Regions from separate parts of the Triticum aestivum genome. Here region 2 is linked to region 1. The links are chromatin contacts, called in public Hi-C maps. All regions are on one chromosome and are shown on one strand. The core of a region is the stretch at or near the end of the contact, and the rest is flanking DNA. Distances in the headings are between cores, read along the strand shown. Region 1 holds the start of LOC123165833. Region 2 holds the start of LOC123164322 (putative proline-rich receptor-like protein kinase PERK6).

Region 1 (5,758 bases), core at 2,004-4,503:
AATATTTTTTTTACATCAACCAAAAAAGGAAAGGTATTGTTTGGCATACAGGATCCGTAAGAATTTGTGGTCATCCATAGAAACTTAAGGTGGAATCAGAATCTTGCAGAGCATCAATCAATAGTGACGTCTACATGCAAAATCATATGATATATGATGAACCAACAAAGAGTATGCTATCTCCTTCGATGTGTTCTTAAAATCCTGCAAATCAAAGATGCACGAAACACAAATACAGAACGGCAACAACATGGTACAATGTGCTTGAGACCAGATCTGCATTTGAGTGGCCTCAGATTCGTCGTTGCACGATCATACGACCCTTACCCCAGTGTCTCCATCACCAGATCAATCTGTTCATACATTGGTGAAACTGCCCTGGTTATCACTCATAAGAAATGACCATCCAAGGACAGTGCCACTAAAATATGCACATGATCAAAATACCCACAGGTGCCTTAATTGCTCGAGAGCATGCTTATATGAGCCATGGTCAATCATCATCACCCTGACTCAGGATTTTGTTTCTTGATTATTAGACCTGGTTGTTATAACCAGCTAAGAGCAAGTCTAGAAGACTCGCCAAAATGGAAAGTCCATTCAGCACAACACAGTTCAGCAACCACAAACTGAGCTTAATCATAAAGTCATGCACTATTCACAAACCAGGGTTAATCGTTATTGGTTGGTCACTACGTTTATTATATCTGCTTGTCACAAATTGATTGGTTTCTCATAAATGATCACTACATACTAATATTTCTTACATCTTTCACTCAATTACATGATTCTAAACTTCTATGTTGTAGGTTTAGAAAATTGGCGAATATCAAGCTTTGTGCCACGAAGCATATCTTTTATTCTACGTCAAGCAAGGTTTAGCCCCTTGGTTCTCCACATTACTTAAGAAAGTAAACAACATCTCCATGGCTCGGCGTCTGACAATTCTTCAGCTGAACTGCTGCTCAGACCAGTAGGTTCCAACTCTGACAGCATTACTAAGGGAAAGTGCATTAATAATGAGACTACACTTCAAGGGAAAGCAATGCCAGATGAGCTTCAACAGCAGTCTGAATATACACTCCCGCATATACTGCTGTCGAATATACACTCTCCTCACATATACATAATCAGCTTCTCTTCAGACTGTTGCTCCTCTGACATTGCTTTCTCTTGAGTAATAACCAGATCAATAAGGCACTTGCCCTTACTAATGCTGTCGCAGTTGGAAGCTACTGGTCTGAGGACCGATTCAGCTAGAGAATTATCAAAGTCCAAGTTATAACTGCCACTGGAACCGTTGTTTCCTTTCTTAAGGCAGAGAACCAATGGAATGAACCTTCACTGACATGGAATAAAATATATACTTTATGACTCAAAACTTTAATATTTGCCAATTTTCTACAACTACAGTGTAGAATTTTAGAATCATGTAACTGAGTGAAGGATGTAAGAAATATTAGTAGATGTAAATAAATTAACGCATCATTATTTATTAGAAATTAATCATTTTGTGACAAATGGATATAGCAAACGTAGGTGACCACCCAATAAAGATTCACCCTAATGTTGTACAGCTCCATACAAATCATATTTTTGAGATCCCTGAAGCAACAAATTATTTCTCAGCCATATACTTGGCTGCATGGGGAATTTGATCAAAAGAGAAGAAACAAAACTCACTTTTTATCACTCTTTATGCTGGGGCTCATGAAGGAATTTAAATCCAGCTCTAACTGATACTCCATGATCCGTGAATTCTTACATATAGATGCACCAAGCAATGCTTGAAACCACTTGAGCTGGGTTATAAGAACTTCTGGAGCCTCTTTTCTCCCTCGTTTATATAATCCTGTGAACCAAGGAGGACCAAGGTTATTGAGACAGAGACGAAGATGATAATGATGATGATGATAACGAGTTTCCAATATTTGTTGGTAACGCTCCGCCACTGACGGTGGCGTTGGTGATCTCCGGCGTACAAAAGCAGAATTCCACAACAAAAATAGCTATCGATCACCACAACATCACCAAAGTAATTGTAAAGGTTCTGGCAGTGCCACCGGTCAATTCCTATCATCGTTGAGTCCATCCCTACCCCTTAAGGCCTTGTTCGTTAATCCTACCCACACCGGGATCTGACCAAAACCTGGCCGAACCACGTGGTTTTGGCCCCGGTGAGGGTTGTATCCCGACCTACCTTATATGCGCCTTCGATTGGACCCTGCCAGATTTATACGCCTTCCAAACCCGCCCCAAACCGTCAGGCTTCAACCCCACCAGAGCCAGGGTTTAAACCCACATGCCTCACACGTGGAACCAAACCCCATGTTCGAGTCGTTACAAACTAAAAAGAGAAGAAGGTGAGAGCGGCAGCGGGCATGGCGGCATTGAAGGACTCGACAACGTGGAACCAAACCCCATGTCCAAGTCGTCCAGAACAGCTGAAATGATATGTTATTTTCCACTTTCCTTTTGTCAGATATTGAGTTGTCTATGCAATGCTAAGTATTCTGCATTTGAAATTCTAAATTGTTGGATATTGAATTGCCTATGCCACGGTTGCACTAATATGCACACTCTATTATAAATCACACAATTCAAACTTTTCCTGGTGTTGGGAGGGCAAAAGGTCTAACCGAATGGTTACAGTAGGCAGGGATTTTCGCGAAAAGAAAGGGTGTGGATGAACTGGTGGGAGGCGGCGCACCCTGATCTGGACCAGCGAGCGATCGACCCCAATCACTGCATTTACAGATGAGGTGGTGGGGGTGGGGTACCAGATCGAAACATGGAGGAAACGAGGTGCGGACGGCGGCTCAGATCTACGGCTTGGCGTCGCCAGAACCCTCGACCGGAAGCCGCGCCGGTCCCCCGCCACGCGGTACCCAAAGACCCCGCCGCCGCAGCGACGCCGACGACGCCGCGGAGGCTGCCCGAGCAGGGGCCTCCATGCCGGCGGCGACGCGGCGCGGCGCGGACGGGAGGGCTGGCCCCGCGAGGCAGCCGGATCCGACGCTGCCGCCGCTCGGGGGCGCGGGTCTGCGCCAAGGGCCGGGCCTCCTCATCGCCGCCGTTTTTTCGGGTGGCCGCGGTCTCGGGTGGTGCGGTCATCGGCCGCGGCGAGCGGGACGAGCGGAGAGGCGGGGTGAGCGCACGCCTCCGGCGCCGATGCACGCCGCTGCCTCACACTTAAACTAATGATGGGTGAGCCCGTGAGGGCGGCGGCTAGGGTTTTATTGTGTGTGTGGCTTTGGCAGGTGGACGCGGTGACGTGTGTGATCAGTCCAGTGTCGGATGTGGGGCGCCCGTGGGAAAATCCAACGGCCAGCGTCCATTCTCGATCTGTACTTTCTTTTTAATCCTTCAATAATGCTACACATACAAAGTAGTACAAAGGTTTAGTTAGGCTGGTCATACTTAGCACTAGGCTAAACGAAAATACAAAGGTGAACATGGGTGCACGCGCACACACATGAATAGTAAATTTATAAAAACTACTAGAAAAAATAAAAAATTCTGAAATTTCGCGGTATGAACCTAAGTCGATCATTCTACTCACGTGTGAAGTTTCATGATGTATTGACACCCATGGTATTCTTAGTGAAGAAAATACAAATGCAACCATACTATTCATTAAATAATGGTTTTTAATAGGACGCGTCTAGGGAGCAGCCGTTGGCTCCCTAGCGGTCCCGAGCGGCCACCTAGGTATGGTAAGTTTCTGTCCCTACCCAATCCAAAAAGGAAAGAAAGGGAAGGCGGCCCCCACGTGACGCACACAAAAACCACATGGTCCCCGGCGCACCACTCCAGTCCCCTGAACCCACATGATTCTAGTCCCCCGTTTCTCTTCCTTTTCTCCAGTCCTGCCTCCCCCCCCCCCCCCCCCACACCACTCCAGTCCTGAAGAGCGAGGCAGTTGCACTTCTTCCCCACGAAAGAAGCAACCAGGATTCCAGGAACACGCCATGGGAGCCTTCCTTATCTCAGGAGCTGTCATGGAAGATCTGTCAAGGTGAAGAACAAGAAGATCTAATATATGCAGTTTTTTAGGGGAAAAGAGAAGGAGAGAAGGGGGATGTACCAGGCTCTGCTGTAGATCTTCAACTTGAAAAGAGGATGAAGAAGGTGACATGTTCCTCTTCTTCTTCTTCGCCTTGAATCCAACTTCTCCAATCCTTCTCCACGTTGACTGCAACTGCTCCGATAATAGTTCACCCAAACTAGTGCAACAACACACATAAAACCAGGAATACACAAACATGGACTTGCATATTGTGCAACTTTTGTGTTTGTTGCGACCAACTATTTCAGGTAATCGAGCCAACTTTTTTTCATATTGTGCAACTCACACACAGACACAGGAAACAAATGAACATACTGTTGTAAAAAAAATGTAGCATATATAGGCCATATGTTCTGATTTGTTGCACATAGTACTAGATATATCTATAATGCAGTAATGTTTTAGTTCAAAAAGCAATGAATGGCTAAGAACTGAAAAAGACATAGTAGCAGATTGCTTCTTGGTGATCACTTCTTATGTGCAAAATTTGTTTGTTAGAAGCTCATCCACCCAGAACCTGGTTGGCAGACAAAAACAAAAGAAAATGAAGAAGTGTTACTACTTGTAAGATTGTCGATGGATGAGAAAAAAACTTCATGAAAAGACATGGGGGCCCATGTTGTATGCCCTCTTGGCCAAAATTGGAAGAATCCTCTATGTGAAACTATGGAAAAACATATGCGAATCAACCCAACAAACCACACGCTGGACGCGGTCTCCAGGCCATCACGTGCCCTTCCCTCCCCTTCGAAGATCTCACGCCCCATGGCCGCCAACTTCTTCCCCACGCCCTTACATGTCCCCACCTTCTTCCCCACGAAACAATGGTTTCCCAGGTCTGGATTTGCATCGCCAGAGCTACTATGGCAGATGAATCAAAGTGAAATAATAGTAGATCTGGAACAATTTGCTGTGAAAAAAGAAGAAAGGGGGAGGGCAGATCAGAACGTACCAAGGTGAAAAAAGAGGTGATCCTTTTCTCCTCCTGTTGAGATCATCCCTCCTTGACTTTCCCTTTCCCCTGGGGCTCTCACCAAATATCTGTTTGCAAAAATTAGCTTCTCCATAGTTTAAGAGAGCATAAACAAAGAAAAGAAAGGGGAGATCTTGTACCTGTGCAATTTCAACTGATTTTCGTGCACACTAAATCATGAGACAAGCCAACATTTGCAGCAGTGTGTGCAACAAAACGTAGAAAATGTGCAAATATATAGAAGAGAGCACATAGAGTATCTTATTTCACACATAATGCAGAAGAACCGATGTCCATGTAGCAAAAGAAAAAAAAGGAAAGTATGCTGTAGGTACTATGAAAAGATAACTACCAGCTAGACAAGAATCTGGTTTGCAGGTGCTTTTTTTTCCTTTGATCTTTCAACACAATAGTATATTTGACTTTGTAGCTGAGAATTATGTGTACGAATCTACAACAGCTCCTCCACCCCCATAACCTGCAAAAACCACACATGATGCAAAAAAGAAGCCTAAGAAAAAAAGAACCAACTTTGGGTTGTATTTGTGCAACTTAACCAGTACAAGTGTGCAACTGACAACACTCCCATATCCATTCACTTGTGCGGTTTGAATTTCAGTAGTTGGCATCTTCAAGTCATATAAAAGTTGAAGATGCCAACTCATATAATTTCAAATTCATTTTGGTTTTAGCTAAAAAATTGTATGCAAAATTCC
Region 2 (5,758 bases), core at 2,419-4,918, 240 kb after region 1:
CTGTCGCTCGTCCACGGCTCGGCCCCGCCGTGGGCGGCACTCCTTGCACCGTCCCTGCCTTCGGCCTCGCGCATCGCAAAATCGACTTACAAAAAAAAAAATCAGTCGACCTACAAATATTTCATGCAAGATCATCAAGCAATTGGGCCAGACTAACATGCACACTCATTTTCCTGATTTTTTTTCATGCACCCCCGTTCAAAGAAGTATACAAGAAATTCATTTTTTTTGCTTAATAAAAACAAGAACTTAAATTGACAATGCCAGTTATGTTATATTAATCTCTTTGATGTAAATCTATGCTTAATTTGGGATCAAGCTGGTGCATAATCATGTATTTAGAAAATGTTAAATGGGTATAGAAAACATGTTTCTGATGCATACAAAACATGTTGACTGTGTACTTAAAAAAAAGTTGACGTGTGTTGAACAAAAAAGAAACCGACGAAAATCGACAAAGAAACAAAGAAAAAAAAAGAAACCCAATAAAAACCCGAAAAGAAAAACAAAGAAAACAAAAAATGAAACCAATGCAAAAAGATTGAAAACAGGGAAAACTGAGAAATAAACAATGAAAACCAATAAAGAGACAAAGAAATAAAAAATATTTCAAAAACTAGTGAAAACTGAGAAAGAAAAAAGAAAAAGAAAGAAAAAAAAGAAAGAGAAGAAAAACTAGAAACCGTAAATGAAATGAAAGAACAAACAAAAACAAAGAAAAACAGGAAAAACAAAACGAAGAAGATACAAAGAAACCCGAAAAAACCGTAACAGCGAGTGAATCGTTTCCGAAGCAAGCGGGTGAGAGAGAAGAAGTGGGCCGCCTAGCTAAAACCCGACATGATTTTCCTTCAGGTGGGTGAACAACACAGCTCGTTTTTTGAGATAGTCGCCGCGCAATTCTACACCCACGTTGATCCACAAGCCACACAACATGCTAGAACTGAAATTCATTGTGTCAACATCCGAAAGGCACGCAGATTGTTTTGTCTGAAGAAAAAGGAGACACAACTATCTGTCTTGAGCTGCAGGCTGCAGCTGTATATGGTTCGTCACCCGCCTTACTGTCAAATGGTAGAATTGAAATCAAGCGAACAACTCGAGGCAAGTAACAACAGGAGTCACTGTCACTAGATATTCTGATCTAAACATTAGCTATAATAAAATGATATTTTTATCTATCTGTTTGACAAAGGAGAACATGTATGTACACAAATGCATGCATCACGCAAGTTACTTTACTCTGCTCAATTGCTCATACAAATGGCGGCACCCCATAGTTCAACTGCTAGATGTTGCTGAAGCTTTTTTTTTTGGTGGTGGGGGATAAAGGGAGTTCTTATATTTCAATGTCCTGGATTACATCAGGCATGATTACATGTTTCAAAACCTGTGGCACATAGGAGAGTCCCGGGTCTGCTCCTCCCGTAGCAGTCGTGGCTTCTTCTCTTCGGCAACCATGAGTCGGTCTCTCTGTGTGTGGTTAGTGTGCTCCTGTGATGTTGTTTGTGGTGTCGTTGGCAAGTTTGGTGCGTCCTTGTGGCGCGACGAAACGGGTTGGCTTGGCCATGTGATGAGTAGGGGCTTGGCCCCATTTGTATCGGTTTTCGCCCGGGTTTCATAATTACCTGGGCAACCTTCTTTTTAATTAATGAAACGGGCAAAACTTTTGCCTCGTGTTTCAAGAGAAAGAACCTGTGGCACATCAGGTAAAAGAAGGAAGTCTCCATAGACTCTGGCATAAGCAGCTAGCTCATGTGCGGCCACATTGTTCTCTCTGTAGATTTTGGTCACGCAGCATGACACAAAATCTCTAATCTCTAATCATCTTCTTGGTCTTCTGGCTCCCACTGTAGATGTTGCTGAAGCTTAAGTCATCAAGCAAATGGGCTAGACCAACATGCGCGCACATTCAAAGATAGCACATTCTACAAGAACTTTGTTTAATGAAAACAAGAACTTACTTCCAAGTCCCATAAATTACAATAAATTTAATCACCAGCTTGATCCCAACTACTAATTAAGCACAGGTTTACACATCAACGAAATTAATATAACATACTGGCATTGTCACACAATAGAGTAGGAGATGATCATATCTTGACGCCGTTTCCTCCAAACCTCCTGACGTAGGGGTCGTGCATGGTCTGCACCGGCACCACGGGCATGGCGCCGAACACCCCGAAGTTCATGCTGCTCTGGTCGTCCATCAGCGAGTACTCCTCCACCTCGTCGCTGCTGTAGTCGGCGGCCTCCTTCTCGTCTTCTTGGTCGTCCTCGTCCCCGTCGCCGGAGTACACGCTGTTCTCCGTCTCCATCAGGTGGTCTGCGTACTTGACGCTCTCCATCCTCACCGCAGGCCGGACCTGGGCGTCGTTGCCCCCCTTGGAGGCTGCCGCCGCCGCGCCGTCAGGAGCCACAGTCTCGCCGCGCAGGATCCGCACGACGGCGCGCATGTCCGGGCGCCGCTCGGGCTCCCCCTGCACGCAGAGCGCGGCGGCCTCGAGCATGCGCGCCAGCTCCGCCGCGTCGTAGATGCCCCGGAGGCGCGGGTCCACGAGGTCACCGAGCCGGCCGCGAGCGATGAGGGGCTCCGCCCACTCGGTGATGGTACGCTTGGCACCCGACGGCAGCCTCTCGATGGGCTTCCTGCCGGAGACGAGTTCCACGAGCAGTATCCCGAAGCTGTACACGTCGCAGGCGCCTGAGACCTTGCCCCACATGGCGTACTCCGGCGCGAGGTAGCCGAGGGTGCCCTTGACCCTGGTGGTCATGTGGGAGACGCCGTCGGGGACGAGCTTGGCGAACCCAAAATCAGCGACGAGCGGCGCGAAGTCGGAGTCAAGCAGCACGTTGCTGGCCTTGATATCGCGGTGGATGATGCTGGGAGAAGCCTCGTGGTGGAGGTGCACGAGCGCCTCGGCGGCACCAACGGCCACGCCCACGCGGCGGCGCCAGTCGAGGGTGGCGTCGGAGGCGAACTGGCCGTGGAGGTGGGACAGGAGGCTGAGGTTGGGCATGTAATCATACACGATCATGCGCTGGTCTGCGGCAGCGCCGGCGCAGTAGCCGCGGAGGCCGAGCAGGTTGCGGTGGCGGACGCGGGCGAGCACCTCGACCTCGACGGCGAACTCCATCTCGGCCTTGGAGTTGTTGTTGTTGGGCTTGAGGCGCTTGACGGCGATCTGGACGCCGTCAGGGGTCTTGCCCCAGTAGACGCTGCCGAAGCCGCCCTCGCCGAGCTTGTTCTCCTCGCTGAACCCGCCCGTGGCGGCGTGGAGCTCCTTGTAGCTGTAGATCCTCCACGAGCTGCCGCCGCCGCTGCCCGTGCCCGCCGTCGCCGCCCCCGACGACGCGCTCACGCAGCCGTGCCCCACCTTCTCCGCACCGCCGCAGCAGGAGCTCGCCCCGGACCCCATGGACGGACGGACGCCTCGATCGGGTATCTGCTCTGCCTCGGCGCAACAACTTTGAAGCAATGCTTGGATGGAGCGATGCGGCTTGGAGCGGGTGAAGGGACCTAACTGGTGTGAAGAAGGTACTTATGGTGGCGTTGGCAGTTGGCGTGCCTGCGCGGCGCGGCCGGCGGAGATGTTTATGCGGCGGCGTATGCTGTGGCCTGTGGAGCTTACTGCTGGTTGACCTGGTAGTAAGATGGTTTGGTGCCATGCGCCTCCATGTGGAAGGATGGCATTGGGCGGCGGCGTGTGTGTGTCAGCGTGGAGGGGAGCGGGCGCCAATTGCAGGGCAGGAGAGAAAGGGATCCGCACTGGCGCCAAAAACTTGAACCGGTCAAGCGCAGTAGGATGGGCTGGCCTGGCTAACGCTGGTGCTGTGACACAGGCCCAGCATGAAGTTAAATGCTGAGCACGGCCCATCCTATCTGTCTCTTCCAAATCACTAATTGAGGAGTACTTCTTTCAAAGAACACTCCCGCCTTCCCAGATTCGTTTATTCAAAAAGTTTTATCTCTTAAACCATACGACTAAATCTTGAAGCATTTTCGCCGTCGGGTCCCCCGCGTCGAGATCTTCAAAACTAGATCCCATGTTGATAGTTTTCGACGAATATTTTTTTCACAAAAAAAACGGACAAAAAAACCCGAACCTGGAACACGCTTTTTTTCGTTTCGGAAAAACCCAAACCAGGAGCACCTTTTTCCCCTTTCCAAAGAGGCATGCGTTTTTTACCTTTCCGAAAGGCACATTCATGCCTCTTAGAAGCAAATCTAAGAACACGTGTTTCCCCTTTCCGAGAGCATGCCCGTGCCTCTGGCGGAAACAAATTCGTGCTTCATGAGAAGTAAATGCGTGCCTCTTGCGGAACAAAAAAACACATTTTTTTTCCTTTCCGAGAGGCAGAATCAAACCCGTGCCTCCACGAGAAATGAATCTGTTCCTCTTGCAGAAAAAAAACATGATTTTTTTTCCTTTCCGAGAGGCACGCCCGTGCCTCTCCTAAAAGGAAATCCGTGCCTCCACGAGAATTAAATATGTGCCTCTCGTGAAAGATAAAAAAAGACATTTTTTAGCAAAAATAATCAATTTTTTGTCTAAATCCTAAGAAAACCGGGGGAAAAGAGAAAAACCGAAAAGGAAATCATCTAAAAGCCGAAAACACATACAGAAAAAATTCTAAGGGAGCGCCCAGAGTGCGACACGTGGCGGCGGCTGAGAGCGCGCCAAGTGACGGCTCCCAGCCCACCCCAAGCGACCCTTTGGGGGGGGGCTCCCGGAGGAGTACTCCTCAATAGCGAGGGTGCGATTCGAACCAGCGATCTCACAACTACTTGTGTGCTGCCCTTACCACTTGGCCAGCTCACGTGTTCGTGTTTACTTGCAGCTTTTTCACCCTTTTCTCCTTTCTTCTTTCTTTTTTCCTTTTTCTTGGAAATGGTTTTGTTCGGTTTATTCCTTTTTATTTCTTCTTTTCTGTTAAGTGCGTGAACTTTTTTCCCAAATTTTTGAACTTTTTTTTTCAATTTTGTGAACTTTATCTCGAATCGATGAACTTTTTGCAAAATTGATGAACTTTTTATAAATCTATGAACTTTTTTTCAAAATCAATGAACATTTTTCAAATGGATAAACTTTTTTTTCAAATTTATGTTTTTTCCAAATTGATGAACTTTTTTCAAAATGGACGAACTTTTCTGAAGTATGCGAACTCTCTTTCAGAATTCATGAACACTTTTGAATTCGTGAGATATTTTCCATTTTTTCAATCTTTCCTGGATTTTTTTTAAATTTATGTTATTTTTTCAAATGTCAACTGTCGACCAGTCAACTGCAATCGAGCGAACCAGGCGATGTGGGACAGCGAATGAGGCAATCTGGGCCGTCCCAGTTCGCGGGCGCGTGGTCGACAGTCCTCTAGCCGGCGGTGAAGGCGCCCTATAGGAGTACCCTTTTGCTAGAGTTATTCCCAAAATGCGACACTTGTTCATCGGTTTGGACTGCAAGCAAGTTATCAACCACATAGACCAAGGTGTAGATGGAAACTACAGAAGCTCATCAGAGAGATTAGTGATTACTGTAAAAAAACGTATGTTTTCAAGTTGAGTCGAGAGCTTCGAATTTCAAAGCCTATATCTTAGCTAGTTTGGTCTTTCCCTTTCTCTCGGTAGACATGTGTGGCTGGGCCTCATGATGTGAAATCTATTCCTGTAAACATTATCGTTGATTAATAAAGCCTAGCTGCTTTTGCTAAAAAAACCAAACTTCTTGGCGCAGTTTACCAGGGATGCAGGGGCGGAGAC

Evidence for each region. A called contact is a pair of places that touch in the nucleus more often than the background predicts.
Region 2: a contact with region 1 is called in a Hi-C map of leaf, with 4 times the contacts expected there. The contact joins the promoter of LOC123164322 here to the promoter of LOC123165833 in region 1. A contact is called at or near these places in 2 of 5 Hi-C or Micro-C datasets (both in leaf).

What each region holds. Positions count from the first base shown.
Region 1 is chr7D:597,271,629-597,277,386 of IWGSC CS RefSeq v2.1, forward strand. LOC123165833 reads right to left here and starts at 3,254. Exons shown (of 5, transcript XR_006483202.1): 1 at 2,640-3,254; 2 at 1,684-1,852.
Region 2 is chr7D:597,511,204-597,516,961 of IWGSC CS RefSeq v2.1, forward strand. It overlaps LOC123164322 (putative proline-rich receptor-like protein kinase PERK6), which reads right to left and starts at 3,669. Exons shown (of 2, transcript XM_044581747.1): 1 at 3,292-3,669; 2 at 2,094-2,939. The coding sequence starts at 3,669. The coding sequence ends at 2,094.